2 separate regions of the Larimichthys crocea genome follow, and region 2 is linked to region 1. The links are chromatin contacts, called in public Hi-C maps. All regions are on one chromosome and are shown on one strand. The core of a region is the stretch at or near the end of the contact, and the rest is flanking DNA. Distances in the headings are between cores, read along the strand shown. Region 1 holds the start of slc41a2b (solute carrier family 41 member 2b). Region 2 holds the start of chst11 (carbohydrate (chondroitin 4) sulfotransferase 11).

Region 1 (6,717 bases), core at 2,006-4,505:
GTGTTTGTCTCACCGCTGTGGACAGCCTTGAGGCCAGAGTCATCTCCAGGTTTCCCTTGAGGCCGAGCAGAGCAGGAACCAGGATGAAGATCTCGGTGATGTACTGAAATGCCTCCCAGTGCTGCGGATGACACGAGTATGGAAGACATTATTTTAAAACACGTCTAACCTTATATCCACTCCACTTTCAGTCAACCTCATTTGACAAACAGATTTAAATTCCAGGCCTCATTTGCATTATGAACCAGTGGACCGAACTGAACAGTTTGTCACTCCTGTCAAAAATCCTGGCACTAATTCAATACAGGTGTGCTTAAGACTGCGATGTGTTCTAAAGAAATGTTTTGAACATGGTGTGCAGCAACCACCTGACATGTCTGTCACTCAAGACGAATAAGGCCTCCAAACTAACTTATGTGAACCAACCTCCAAAACAAGAAACACTGCTGAAGTGAAATTAACTACTCAAAGCTGAAAATCAGTCAGAGAAAATATGATTTTATTATAATATTTCCATGATTACAATCCATCAGAATTAAAAGGGTATCCTGTGGCGTTTTTGGCTTTGACTAGTAGGACTATGAAGCTCTGTTTGAGTGTTTTCATTTAGAATATCATGATACATGTTTGCACATGTTTTTTATGAGGAATGATATGTACTCAGCATGTTTGTTAGACCTCGGGGATACACACAACGCCTTTGCCACTTTGTACTTTATAGAAAAAAATCCAGTTTGCAAGTTAAGTCTTGTTTTTGTATCATTCCTATCATAGATAATAACACCACAGGAGCGACCTGGTGGCAGAGGCCTTAAAGAAGCTACCTGCTAGAAGAAGAGGACGACAACGTGTGAACATGGACGCAAACATCGCCTTTGTGTCATGAGGAAGGAATTACACACTCAGCCTCTGGGATTTACTTTTAACACCGAGTGTACACTTTTGGTTGTTTACAAGAAGGGCACCTTTACCCTCACCAAGAGGAGCAACAAGAAGTCAGAGCTGAGCAGTCTGATGATCAGACAGGTTTGTTACTTACTTGCATTGGAAAACAAAGAGAAACAGTGAAATGGCCGAACAGGACTCGACCTTTAATGCTACCCTGTCTTAAGCTCTCAGCTATGCTGCTTGCTGTTTGAACAACAGTTGTATTGTAGCACGGCTTACCTGCACAATATCCAGCACCATTCCAGCTGATACAGTTCCAAATCCGGCGAGCAGGAAAGGCAATAATATCTGCAGCGCCATGGCCAGAGGCGACTCCTTGGGCATGTTCTGCACGTTGGATCCCAGCTCTTCCTCCTCATCCTCTTCCTCCTCTGCGTCTGCCTCCTCCCCAGAGAGCCTCCTCTCGGCCAGCATGGGCTCTGTTTCAGAGTAACCCCCATCTCCACAATCAGATAAAGTCACAGAGGACCGAGAGGCCCGGTCCAGGAGCCGTCGGCCTTCTATGTGTGATGTCTCTTGTCTGTAGCCGTTCTGGAGTGGGCCGACCTCTGGTTTCGCTCCAAGATCCACCATGGCCAGCCGCTCCTCCTGTAGCTTAGTATAACCAGTGGGAACCATAGTCTGGAAGAGCGAGGCAAAGCGGCCGGAGGAAACAGGCTTCAGGGAGACAGCACTCCACCCGCCACTTGCTCCGCTCATACGCACTGTCAGGCTAGAGCCCAGGGACTCCCCTATAGCTCCACCCAGACTCTGGATACTCATGATGTGGTCTACGGCCGCAGAGTCTCATCTCCTATCATTCAGTCTGAGGGTGGTGTAAAAAGAAATGATACAACTGGTTTACACAGGCTCAGGTGCACCATCCATATCAAGAAATTGGACACATTAACTCATCGGCCTGAAGGAAAATACACAAGGGAAGACAATAGACAGGGGAGGACAGCAGGAAGAACAGGAAAACACCGCTTGGAGACATATCGGAGGAGATATTACTGTGAGATGAAACAGCTGAGTCACTACTTAAAGGGAACCAGAACTCAACCTGAAACCGGAGATGGCTAAATATACAGAGCAGCTGTTTCCTGATGAAGTACAGATGAACCTCTACATGTGTGACATCAGTGAATCTAATGAGCCAAATCATTACAGGAGTGACTATAGGCATTCTTTATCTTTACACCAGCTCATGATTATAATGCAGTGCTGGAAGTCTTTTGCTGGCAGCCAGCCGTGAGCTCAGTATACAGCTGTCAGCATCTCACAGATGTGCAGGAGAGGTTATAGATGAGTTCAGCTGATGTCAAAGTGACAGCAAGGCAGGAAAGACAGTGTCACGTCTTCATTAGTGCGCGAACAAGTTTGAAGTGAAGGGACAAAGAGTGTTTTGTGTTATTTAGTCGGTATGGAGCAGCAGTGAAGGCGGGAAAATGTGTCGTTAGAAACTGTATTTTGTTTATCTAAAGTTGATGACGCAGTCCCGAAAAACGTCGATATAACGTGAGTTTGTCCACCTGCAACAAACCCTTTAAAGTTAAAGGTTTTTTTCTAATGTGAGTTAAATTATACTGACATGAAACAGTTTATATTTTCACACGTATATTTATTTTTATAAAGCGGCACAACCAGACAAACGCTAGCTCCAGAAGCAACACGAGAGGACGAGCTGTAATTAAGTTACACACATGAACATTTTCACAAATGCTGATACAAAAATGACTATTTTGACTCGTAAGAAATTAATTATATACATCTTAATTAGACTTACTACTAGTCAAAATGACACATATAGACTTGCTGCTGCTGTTTTAAATGTTTAAAGGTTTTGCCACCTCTCACATCTGCACTTCATCACTCCTCAGGCCTTTTCATATTATTACCTGTCTGCCTCAGCCTCACTGCATTTCTGTTTTTATCGCAGCTAGACTTGGTTTAAACGCAGTCCTGTCACACGGGCTAATGTTCGCTGGTGTCTTTGCTTTAGCACAGACAATGTTGGAGAGTTGTGGGCGTCTGTCTGTGTTAGCGGAGACTGTGCTACGTTAGCTAGCTGTGTAGGAATCAAAACAGCAGGAGGCTCCTCACTTTCTTACGCGTTAACCGGGAGAATACACTGACTGCTGTTAGCGAGAAGATACAGAAATAATACTATTTATTCTATTGCTCACCTTAATTTATTTATTTCAAATTATTTACCTTTCCGCTGTGGAGACTTTTCATCCAGAAGAAGAGATGCGAGTCTCCTTCCTTGACAGTCCAGCAGCCAGAAAGCCGCGTCAGAGCAAAGAGTACCACCAAAGATCGTCTCTGCTGGTAAGAACAGCCACACGGTTTGGAAAAAAAAACGCGTATGTGATCCGGCAGAGTTGAGAAAGTTTTGCATACGGACAGCTTTTAATTCACAACAAATACGTCAGTTAATTTTAATATAGCAGTTAAAAGAACGTTTTAAAAGAATTAAAAATATAAAACATTCTCTAAATTAGCTTTTCAGCACACAAAGATAAGTTCATAATGTAGCCTAGTACAAAACTATTATTAGCAGGTTTCGCGGTAACAAAAACAAGCGAGAGTGAGAGCTCTCACCTACACCACAGGCTTTCTCGTAAGAACAAAAAGTGCCACACAGTTATTTTGATTGCAGTGCGCAGCCGCAGAGCGTACTTTCTTCAGCAATTATCCAGTTAGTATCATAAATGTCGGCCGTTTATTACGTTTACTGTTAGATTCAGTCAAAGTGCGGAATTTTAACGATGTTTTCCCTCCATAGACGCTCGGTACGGCCAACTTTCACTGTGTAATTTCCTCCCAAACAGTAGGGGGCGCCATTAAAGCCGGAGCTTAAATATTTATTTTCTCACCTTTCATGCGGAAGTTGCTCTCACTCGTAACACACATGTCGGTGAAAACATTGTCGCGTCGCGTCTGAAAAATGGAATTAAACGTCGAGAAAACGAGTTCACAGGCTTTGCTGTCATGTGGCAACGGAGGAGGTTTGAACTGATATTAGCAGCAGTCAAAGTGTGGAGCCCGGTACACTGAGAGTCAGCTAACCGGAGCTCGTTTAATGTTTTATTTAGCGATGCAGTGGAAGTACATGTTTAATGCTGTGTCTGTGTAGGTTTCTTCATAACAACAGTAACATGTCTCAAAGGTTTTCCACGTCCTCTTACGTTATCACGCTATCCTCAGCTAAAATAACCATATAGCATCAGCACACGTGCTTAACTACCTGGTTAGAAAACTGTGTTATTAAAACTGTAGTTATTATTATTTCCATCTCATCGTGAACTTGTCTGCTCAGGTCTCGGCGAGAAGCTTCTCCTCAAGCCAAAGGCTGGCAGCTCCCTGCAGACAGAGAGAGTCCCGAGAAGCAGCGGTAAGAGCAAACATCATCTCCCAGCATGCTGGCTGTGTGTTTGACTACAACTACAGGTGTATTCATTCATTCATTAAAGAATCTGATAACTGTGGATCAGTGTTTCCTCGCTCCTCAAATGTCATGTTTTGTCCACAATGATTTACCGCCAGAGGACTAAAGAAAATAAAAGATATTCACATTTGAGAAGCTGAAATCAAAGAATTTGGACACTCAAAATGATCAATTATCAAAAATATTTGGTGAATAACTCAATAGTATTAGGTTAGAACAAACTCCGTTTGAGCCAGAGGTGTGATGATCTGATGTGTTTTGTTGTGTTTTGTGCGTCAGTGTTGGACCGGCTGCAGAGCTTCCTTCCTCAGATGGCTGACGCCAATGAGAAGCTAAAGCAGCAGATGGAGGGAGCTCCTGCTGGATTCTTCGACATAGAGAGCGTGGAGGAGGCGCAGAGGATCATAGAGATGGTGAGTGTCAGTGTGTTGGTGTTGCATGCGCCAACAGCTTTCGTTGTTCTTCTGATCTTTATTTTATCATATTTTATCACCAACAGTTTGGATTTTTTATGTCCTGTCGTGGTTATGACATTGTTGTGTGGTCTCTTCCGCTTGTCTGTCAGGACGTAGCGCTGGTGGAGCTCAGCGGGTCAGACTCAGACGATGAAGAGGACACTTCAGACTCTGAGGATGAATCAGATTCTGGTGAGGACAGTGAGGTCACAGAGCAGAACCTCAAACTACCCGGAGACAAAGGCAAGAAGAAGAAAGCCAACATCCAAGTTGTTGATCAAGAGGGAGAGTAGAAGAGACGACCAGACAGACTTTTGGCTGCGTGTTTGAGTTTTTTCACCCTCTGAGGTGATGTGGGATTAACTGACCAATGACAGAACACTTCCCTCAGGTGTGGAAGGATTTTAACCTACATCACAGAGACGGTGAACAGAAAGCTCCCGTGTGGAGACATTTTCCTCATCCCTATGGGAACTACAGTTAATCTCATTTTGTACACGTAAAAGACAAAGTTTCAAAAGTGCCTTCAGCGCCAGAACAGATACTGTGATGACCTCATCCTGTCTGGCAGTCAGCCACTTCTCACTGTGCATGATGTGTAGAGGTGTAACACCGTGGATCACCTTGTTTTTGGTTATCATGAAGCTACCTGCTAATTCATTCATTATGACTTAATTATGGATGATTTGTTCTGATTTGTCCAAAAGTTTCAGTGTTGAGAAGTGTTTAGAAATGTTAAACTCTTGTACCAGAGGCTTGTCGTATTTTGAGGAACATCGTGCACATTCTGACACTTTCTGTCATTATTCATCGTACAAATACGATAAATATCTTTTTGGCAACGCTGTCTCCTTTCCTCACAGTGTTACAGACTTTATTTGGATTAATTATTTTTTAAGTGATCTGACTTCGGCTCCATTTTGTCATATAAAGACGTTCAAATGATTTTTCTGAAAATTAAATAATTCTACAGACATGGCTTCTCATTAAGCTACACTCACACACATACAATACAAAGCATGAATGGGTACACAACCTCTCAACATGAAGACATTTCTTTTTCTAACTAGCAGCATAGAAAGATATGTCTTCAGCATCTCAAATAAGTAAACTAGGCAACTTTGCTTATATCTAGGTGGATGTGTCCAACCTTGATTCACTCCTACAAAGTCATATTCTATTACATTTAAGTTCTTGGCTTTGAGTGTACACTTTCAGGAGATACTGTCACGTCTGTCCTGTTTCACTCCTTGAGGATGACCTCTTTGAGTACATTGATTTGTTCTTTAAAGGAGACTGTTGTGCAGCTTATCTCTTCAAAATTCCTCCCTGCTGCTCCACGGGGTTAAGGTCAGGCCATATACTTGACTGCAGCACTTTTACCTTGTTCTATAACAGGAAATATTACATCTTGGCACCACTTTTGGAAAGAGCAGAATCACTCTTAAAAAATAGAGTCCAAATCAAAGTTTATTGTTTGACAATACTGGCTGAAGACATACTGTTCATTTGAGGGGGGTGAGCAGCTCTCACCTTTTTCACGAAGTGTGAGAGAAACATTTGTTTCATAGCCCAGATAGACGGTTAGAAAACTGATCTGACAACTTCACATTAGTGATGCATAAAAACATCTAGCTGGTGGCTTTACCAAATATAATATAGTGTTATAACATATAGTTTCCCTCTGTCTGACAAAAATATATCAAATAGTCCTTTTTCCCTCTTTTGCTAAAAAATATTTACAAAAAAGTCCAAATTTGCCAAAATAAAAAGAGTGAATGAAGTTGTGTGGGAACATACAGCTGTAATGTGTGTGATGGAGACCAAATAAAGACGGCTCACCATAGCTTCACCAACTGACAAGTAAATACTGTAAGTGTTTTA
Region 2 (6,717 bases), core at 2,712-5,211, 140 kb before region 1:
TACTGTGCTGAGAGATCAGTTTTGAGATATTACCATGTTCAGTCCTTGAAAAAGCTCTGCTGTCTGGGGTCAATGCCAGACCAGCAGTTTGAAATGAGTTTGCAGCTCTGAATGCTGCCTGAATTATTCATTGACAATATTTAATAAACCTCTATCACAGTCCATCATTGTGGAGATTGACCCCACAGTACATGAGCGGGTTAATGCTTGACATTTTCAAACTCAATTAATAAGGCATTCAATGGAGTGTTAAATAGAGGTCACTGGTCCTGGTGATGTCAGCTGAAACAGGGTTTGGGGATATTGTGTAATGGATAACAATAGACAGAGGTAAATTGATTTCTCTGAAGGAGGAAGGATCCCATAATCGTGAACCTTTTATTGACAACACATTTTGTTAGAGCTCAGAGATCTGATCTGCATTTAGCACTTCACCACACTGAATCATATTGCAGACTGTTTGACTGATGTTGCTGCAGTTTGGACACAGTTGCCTTTGGTGGCTTTAAATTTAATCTTTAAAGTGTTGACTGCCAGACATCTGTTATGGAATACAAAGGTTGCTATTTAGCAATCACCATAATATGACATACATTTGTGGTGGAGTTTGTAATTGTGATTAAATTACTTCACATTTTAAAACCACTGTGTGTAGAGTTGTTTGATTAAAGCGTCTTAAACAGTTCATTTTGGCACCTTTCAGATCATTGTTTTGGTTGTCTGGCCCACACAACTCATCAAGCTGGGTTCTTGTTGGTGTGTTCTGTAAAGAAACTTTGATAAACACTACCTTTCCTGTACCAAACAGCAACAATTCAAACTTGGCAACTAGTTGGTAAAGTACAGCAAAGCATTAGTAGATAGAGAGCATTTTCCTGGTAAAGAGCCAGACATTTTTTCTCAGGACTTAATGGAGTAATACAGAACTTAAAGGAGAGTTAATGTTGGATGTAGGTTAAATCAACATAAATACGGTCCGTCAGCAGATTCCAGTGTTTCTGCACCATTACACATACAGAACTTTGTTTTACAGGCCAAAAGTCTTGACTTAGGCCTGGATTTTCAACTGATGAATGATGTAATCTGTAGGTAGAGGTAGAGTGGGTACACGCATAGCAGACCAACATTGAATCAACATTGAATCAACATTGAATCAACATTGAATCAACATTGAAACAACATTGAATTAACATTGAATCAATGTTTCTCTTCTCAACATTGAGATCAGCTTTGATTCAATGTTATCTAGCCTTGAATATTCAACCTCAACAAAAAGGATGATTCTGATGGAATGTCAGCATTGAATCAATGTTGCCATGCTGTCTCGGTCGTCCACCAATCAGAAGATTGGCAGTGAATGTGACTGTGAATTGTCGTTAAGGTTTTAGCAGTTGGAAGAAGGGAATGGTGTTATATAAGTTCAGTCCATTTACCATGTAGCAGAGGACAAAGTAACAAGTTATTTTTGCAGTACAGTGTCCTGGTCTGTTGACGTACACTGATGATTTATTGGTTTCTCTCTGCTGTCCAGGTGCTCAGCTTATTGACTGAAACTCAGCGAATGACTGAGGCCTTGATGATAAGGGGAAACTGCTGAGGTTAGCCCCCTGCTGTCAATCACAGTTGCCTATGGCAACAGTAGAAGACAGCAGGGAAGGGCTTGCTATCACCATGAAGAGCGACGGCGGCAGGATGGCCAACTGACCATCCAGTGACATCTTCACCTGAAGCCTGGCAGACAGGCGGGCGAGGACCGATGCTCTGCTGCCAATGCACTTCTTACCTTGCGTGTGTTTGTGCCTGTGCTGCTTTTTAGGTTTCCTTGCATTTTTATGAACTGTTTGCTTCAAGCATAACTTTGAAATTTACCATTGATGCATTTTTGTGGCTCTCAAGTTTAAGGAAGATGCTCTCTAATCTGCCTCCGAAAGCTCCTGTAAGCTTTAATACAGCTGAGTTTTTAATGGCTGCATGAGATTGATAAGACTCTGGGATTTGATGCATTTACATGGAGTGAAAGCTCCGGCTTATAGTCTGTGTTTTTATTGCTATGGCACAAGCGCTCAGGGGTTTTACAGCATTATTTTCATGTAATATACTAGCCGAGGATTATGGAATTACCCAAATTAATTGGGTTTATCGGCAAATGCTCTTGCTTTAATTGATGCATATGCTGTCTTTATTGAGACATTAGGCCAGAGTTCCTGATGCAGTCCCTTGTTTGCTTTTTCTCTTTTATGTTCTCTCTCTGATTCAGAGCTGCCATGCATAACAGCTGCCTTCAAACAACTGTTGAATATTCATGCAGATCATTAAGTGAAGTGTCTCATACAAATGAATGCAGGAACCCGAGTGCAGATATTTCTTAAAAGCATGCCGCTGACCCTGTGAGTTTTCCCCGCCACCTCAACTCTACACTCTGCATTTAAATCAGAAAATGTACATCTGTGGGCATAGAACATGAATGTGCCCTCGTGCAAGGGCGTCATTTTCATTCTCATGGTGTCCTGCAGCTTGTCACGAGTACAGCAGTTTCCATTCAGTCCATGTTAATGCCTGTACTGTAATGCGTCGTGCTGTTGCTTGCTGAACATTGCAGCACTTAGATGCAAATTTCCCGAGGTTATCCTCCAGACCACCTTCTGATTCTCTCCCTGACAGACCTGCCTTGTGTAAGTAAGACAGATCTCCTAATTAGAAAAAGTGCACAGGAGTGTCTCTTTTGGCATGTGCCTTAAAATGCCATTACAGCATAATTTGATCAGAGGTAAGTAGCCTCTATGACTTTGTCCGGGTCTCACAGCAAGGTTAAGAGGTCTGCTGCATGGATGTCTATCTATCACTGCCTGCTCATTTTGGACAGTGTTCAGGGGTTTCGCCTGACCCCAGTGCATTGTGTGCTGTAACACCACTAGATGGCACTGTGGGGTAATATGAATGAGGCAATATTCAATGTTTTTTGTCCTTAAATGAAGAAAAATAAAAACATATACAGATGTGTGGCTTTAACAATTACTTCAGTAATTCAGATTATATGACCACCAACTACGAATACTGATGTTACTATTAGCACGACTGCTTCTTCTGCTATAAAGTGGCAAGAAAACAGAAATACCCAAGTAAAGTACAAGTACCCCAAAACTGTATCAGTACCTAAGTTATTTTACTTTACTTACTTACCACATATCAGAGGCTCAGGTTGTACTTTTTACTGCATTACATTTATATGACAGATATTGCTCACAATATATATAATTCAACTTCAGTTTCATGAATACATTACTGTTACAGATTGTTATAGATGAAACTATCAGACTCACAGAAAGAAGAAAAAAAACTAAAACTAAACTGAAACTTCTTCCGAGTCCTTTGCATTGTTGGTTACTTCCGCCACTGTACTCCTACATCCAAAGTACATATAAATACAGTACTTGAGTAAATGTACATCTCTTTTTACAGCTATTATAACTAATGTTATTATATCATCACAAAATCATATGTGATGGTAGACATAATAAAAGAAACACTGTACTGTCATTGGTGTGAATCTCACCGAAACATGATTGTATTCCTGCTTTTTCTCAGATGTTTTAATGATTTTATTTGATTTTATTATCTCCAATACAAAGAATATTTGTGTATGTACAGTATTGGACTGTGGGTATGTGTGTGTGTGTGTGCATATTTTAATTGTTTCTTCACTGAGTTTATAATCACTGGGATTGTGTTGCTGCAGTATCCTCCTGATGGAACAGGTTAAACAGCAGCTTTTAACGTGATGCTCATGAAGAGAATCGCACATCTGGACGCGCTCATTAGCTCCGCGCACGGAGACGGGGAGGAGGGAGGGAGATGGGGGGTGGGGGTGATGTTCTCACGTCGTCCCTGCCCACCCTCCTCCTCCTCCCCTTCCTCCTCCTCCTCCTCCTCCTCCTCCTCCCCTCCAGCAGCAGCGGCAGTGGTACGCTCCATGTTGGAGCGCATTGACCGGCAGACAATCCTCATCAGTACCAAGCCAGAGCCCCCGGAGCTTCCGACAGACCGGCCTTTCGTTTCTCCCACAACAACACAAAGCGAGCAGCAGCGAGCCTCCTCCAGCCTCTCTCCGTCCCGAAATGAAACAGACTCTGAGCGAACTGATGAGGATGAACAGGATATGCCGGATGGTTTTTGCCACCTGTTTGGGATCCTTTATTCTGGTCATCTTTTATTTCCAAAGTATGTTCCAACCAGGTAGGATCTCCCTCCTCTCCTCTGCCTCGTGTGTGTGTGTAGCTGTGTGTGTGTGTGTGTGTGTTGATGTATCGCATCTTGTCTGGCAACATGTTGACACATCGATTTATCCAGTGTGTACAGTAACGCGCCACATAAAGAATTGTTACTTGTGTGAACGCGTAAATCATCCAGTAAGAGTGCAGTGTCTGCGATCAATCACTGAGACACATCTCTCACACTCTGCTCTGATTGTCTTGGTGCGCTTTTGTCCCGCTTTTGTTGAGCGGGCACAAGTGTGAGTCTGTGCGTTTGGGTGTGATTGGATGTGAGCAACCACGCGCTGTTCGCTGGCTGGCAAGTGGCATGGAGAGAGGTTTTTTTTGTCTCCGGAATCATGTTTTCTCGGGGGCGACGGGAATCAGTGCACGGGCGGTATTTGGGTTTGGCAAAGTGGGCATATAGGTGAACCCATTTCAAATTTGATCCACGTTCTCGGGGTTCTGTATCAAGAGTGAAACCAGAGCTTTAAAATCAATTTGGAGCCCCTATCTAAAAATAAATCATCTTTAGGGAGCATTTAGGACCGAGGTCCTCTCTAATCTGTGCGCTCTGGAGACCTTTTAAATAATTTATCCCACAATAAAGGAAACCCTGTCAGTGCCAGCGGGGGGTTCCGACGGGAGAATTTGAATCACATTATGTTAAATGAGATTTTATGTGTAGCTTTAACGAATCAACGCCCCTGGATGTGATACCCAGCGACGTCTCTCCGTGCGCCAAAATCAAAGCAGCCTGCGTTCAGACGCGCCAAGGAGGAGCGCACGTACACGTACAGCGGTGACGAGTCAGTGCTGCTGACCTACAGTACAACTGGTTTACTGTAAGGTGGAAGAGAAAGAAAAAAACAACCTTACTGGGTATTTGCTTTCCATGAACAGAAACTGAATCATTCACAAACGGGAAATAATCCCATAATGCTGCTGTTGGAGACAGCGTGTCTGCGAGGATCAGTGGGTTAATACTCCTATGATACTTCAAGGTTGCAGCATCTTAAACTGATCAGTGCTCTGTGATAAAAGTTCATGTGCCAGAGAACACACAGAGCTGTGTATCAGGCTGGAGGTGATGACGGGAAAGCAGAGAAGTGAAACCCTATAGAGGAATTTCATGCTGCATCTGAGTGATGGAGCTGCTGGGCTAAAAGAGAGATGAAACAAGGGATACACAACACACACACACACACACACACACACACAGCATCATCCACACCAGCGTGAAACCAAAAGTGCACACATCTCTGATCAGGATCCTCATGATCCTACCTGCTCTGTGTGAGTCACCCGTATTGGTGCCGGGCAGCTGGCAGTGGTGGCGGTCGACTGATATTTCTAATCCGCAAAGAGAAAATCACCACAACACACCGCTTCAGGGAAGCTACAGTGAGTTACTGTAACATTATCTAAGCACAAATACAGCTGGATGACTGAATCAATGTTTGGAAAGGGTTTCGATCATAAGGACATCAAACCTTCTGCGTGTCAGCAGCTGCTGACTGATCGATAACTGGACCACACTCCCTCCTTCTGTTGTTGACATTGGCTTCAATTCCACACCTCTCTGCTGTGTGTGTACAAATGATAAATCCTTTTAATTATGTATTTTATTCTCTTCTGTCCTCTTTGGTTGGCCAAGAAGTAATTCACGGACAAAGAAATGTACAGTTCCCTTTCGCGTGCAGAGACATCACTTGCACCTGGGGCCATTTAATCAGGACGCCCAGCAGAAGATTAGGTTTTTATCTGCTGAGGGTTTGAGATGTTGATGATCTGTCTCTGATTACAACCCAGTTAAATCCAACAATCAGAAAATTACATTTCACCTCATGAAACTACCTTCTAGCAAAGGAATGTGCAGACGTTTTTTTTAGATCATTTCAAGACCCTGTCCTATGAAACCCCCACTTGAGCGAGACAGGCCTGTAGTCGCGCATCATTGAGTCATGAATGACATAACTGTAACCTGTAGCAGGAACAGTGAACGGAGTGAGACCTCTCCTCTAATGTACATCATTAAATCAGCCTCCAGGCAGAGAATTGATTGTAAAAATTGAACCAAGACTCTATTAAACCTCTGTCAAGGACCCCTGGATCCTGCTCTCACAGTTGTGCCAGTCTCTGCAGTCATTGCATCAGCTTCTGCCCAACACACACACACACACACACACACACACACACATACGCAGGTCACAAAGTGGATGTTCTATTTTGTTGCGGTGATGACAGGGTGCTGCATCCAGGACGCTCTGATTGAAGAGGAGATGTGTAAAAGCAGGGTGTTTGTGCAGGAGCGGGGATATAAGTTTGAATGCCGCAGTGTGTGTTTATGTGATTACACAGGTGAGACGGATACTAGTGAGTGTGTATGTTAGTGTTGTTGACTTCCTTTACAAGCCGTCGTCTTGTCTCTATCTCAATCTGATCCCCTTCCCTGGTATGACGTTAT

The links. A called contact is a pair of places that touch in the nucleus more often than the background predicts.
Region 2: a Hi-C map of muscle shows a contact between it and region 1, with 4 times the contacts expected there. The contact joins the promoter of chst11 here to the promoter of slc41a2b in region 1. A contact is called at or near these places in 5 of 7 Hi-C or Micro-C datasets (all in muscle).

The regions. Positions count from the first base shown.
Region 1 is chrXX:5,867,565-5,874,281 of L_crocea_2.0, reverse strand. slc41a2b (solute carrier family 41 member 2b) reads right to left here and starts at 3,255. Exons shown (of 11, transcript XM_010736905.3): 1 at 3,142-3,255; 2 at 1,168-1,753; 3 at 14-121. The coding sequence starts at 1,710. It overlaps nopchap1 (NOP protein chaperone 1), which reads left to right and starts at 3,793. Exons shown (of 4, transcript XM_010736906.3): 1 at 3,793-3,938; 2 at 4,250-4,324; 3 at 4,658-4,791; 4 at 4,944-5,807. The coding sequence starts at 3,878. The coding sequence ends at 5,126. It overlaps aldh1l2 (aldehyde dehydrogenase 1 family, member L2), which reads right to left. Exons shown (of 23, transcript XM_027272050.1): 23 at 6,661-6,717.
Region 2 is chrXX:6,007,189-6,013,905 of L_crocea_2.0, reverse strand. chst11 (carbohydrate (chondroitin 4) sulfotransferase 11) reads left to right here and starts at 3,961. Exons shown (of 4, transcript XM_010736908.3): 1 at 3,961-4,218. The coding sequence starts at 4,116. LOC104923739 (thioredoxin reductase 1, cytoplasmic) reads left to right here. Exons shown (of 15, transcript XM_010736909.3): 15 at 1,532-3,553. The coding sequence ends at 1,597.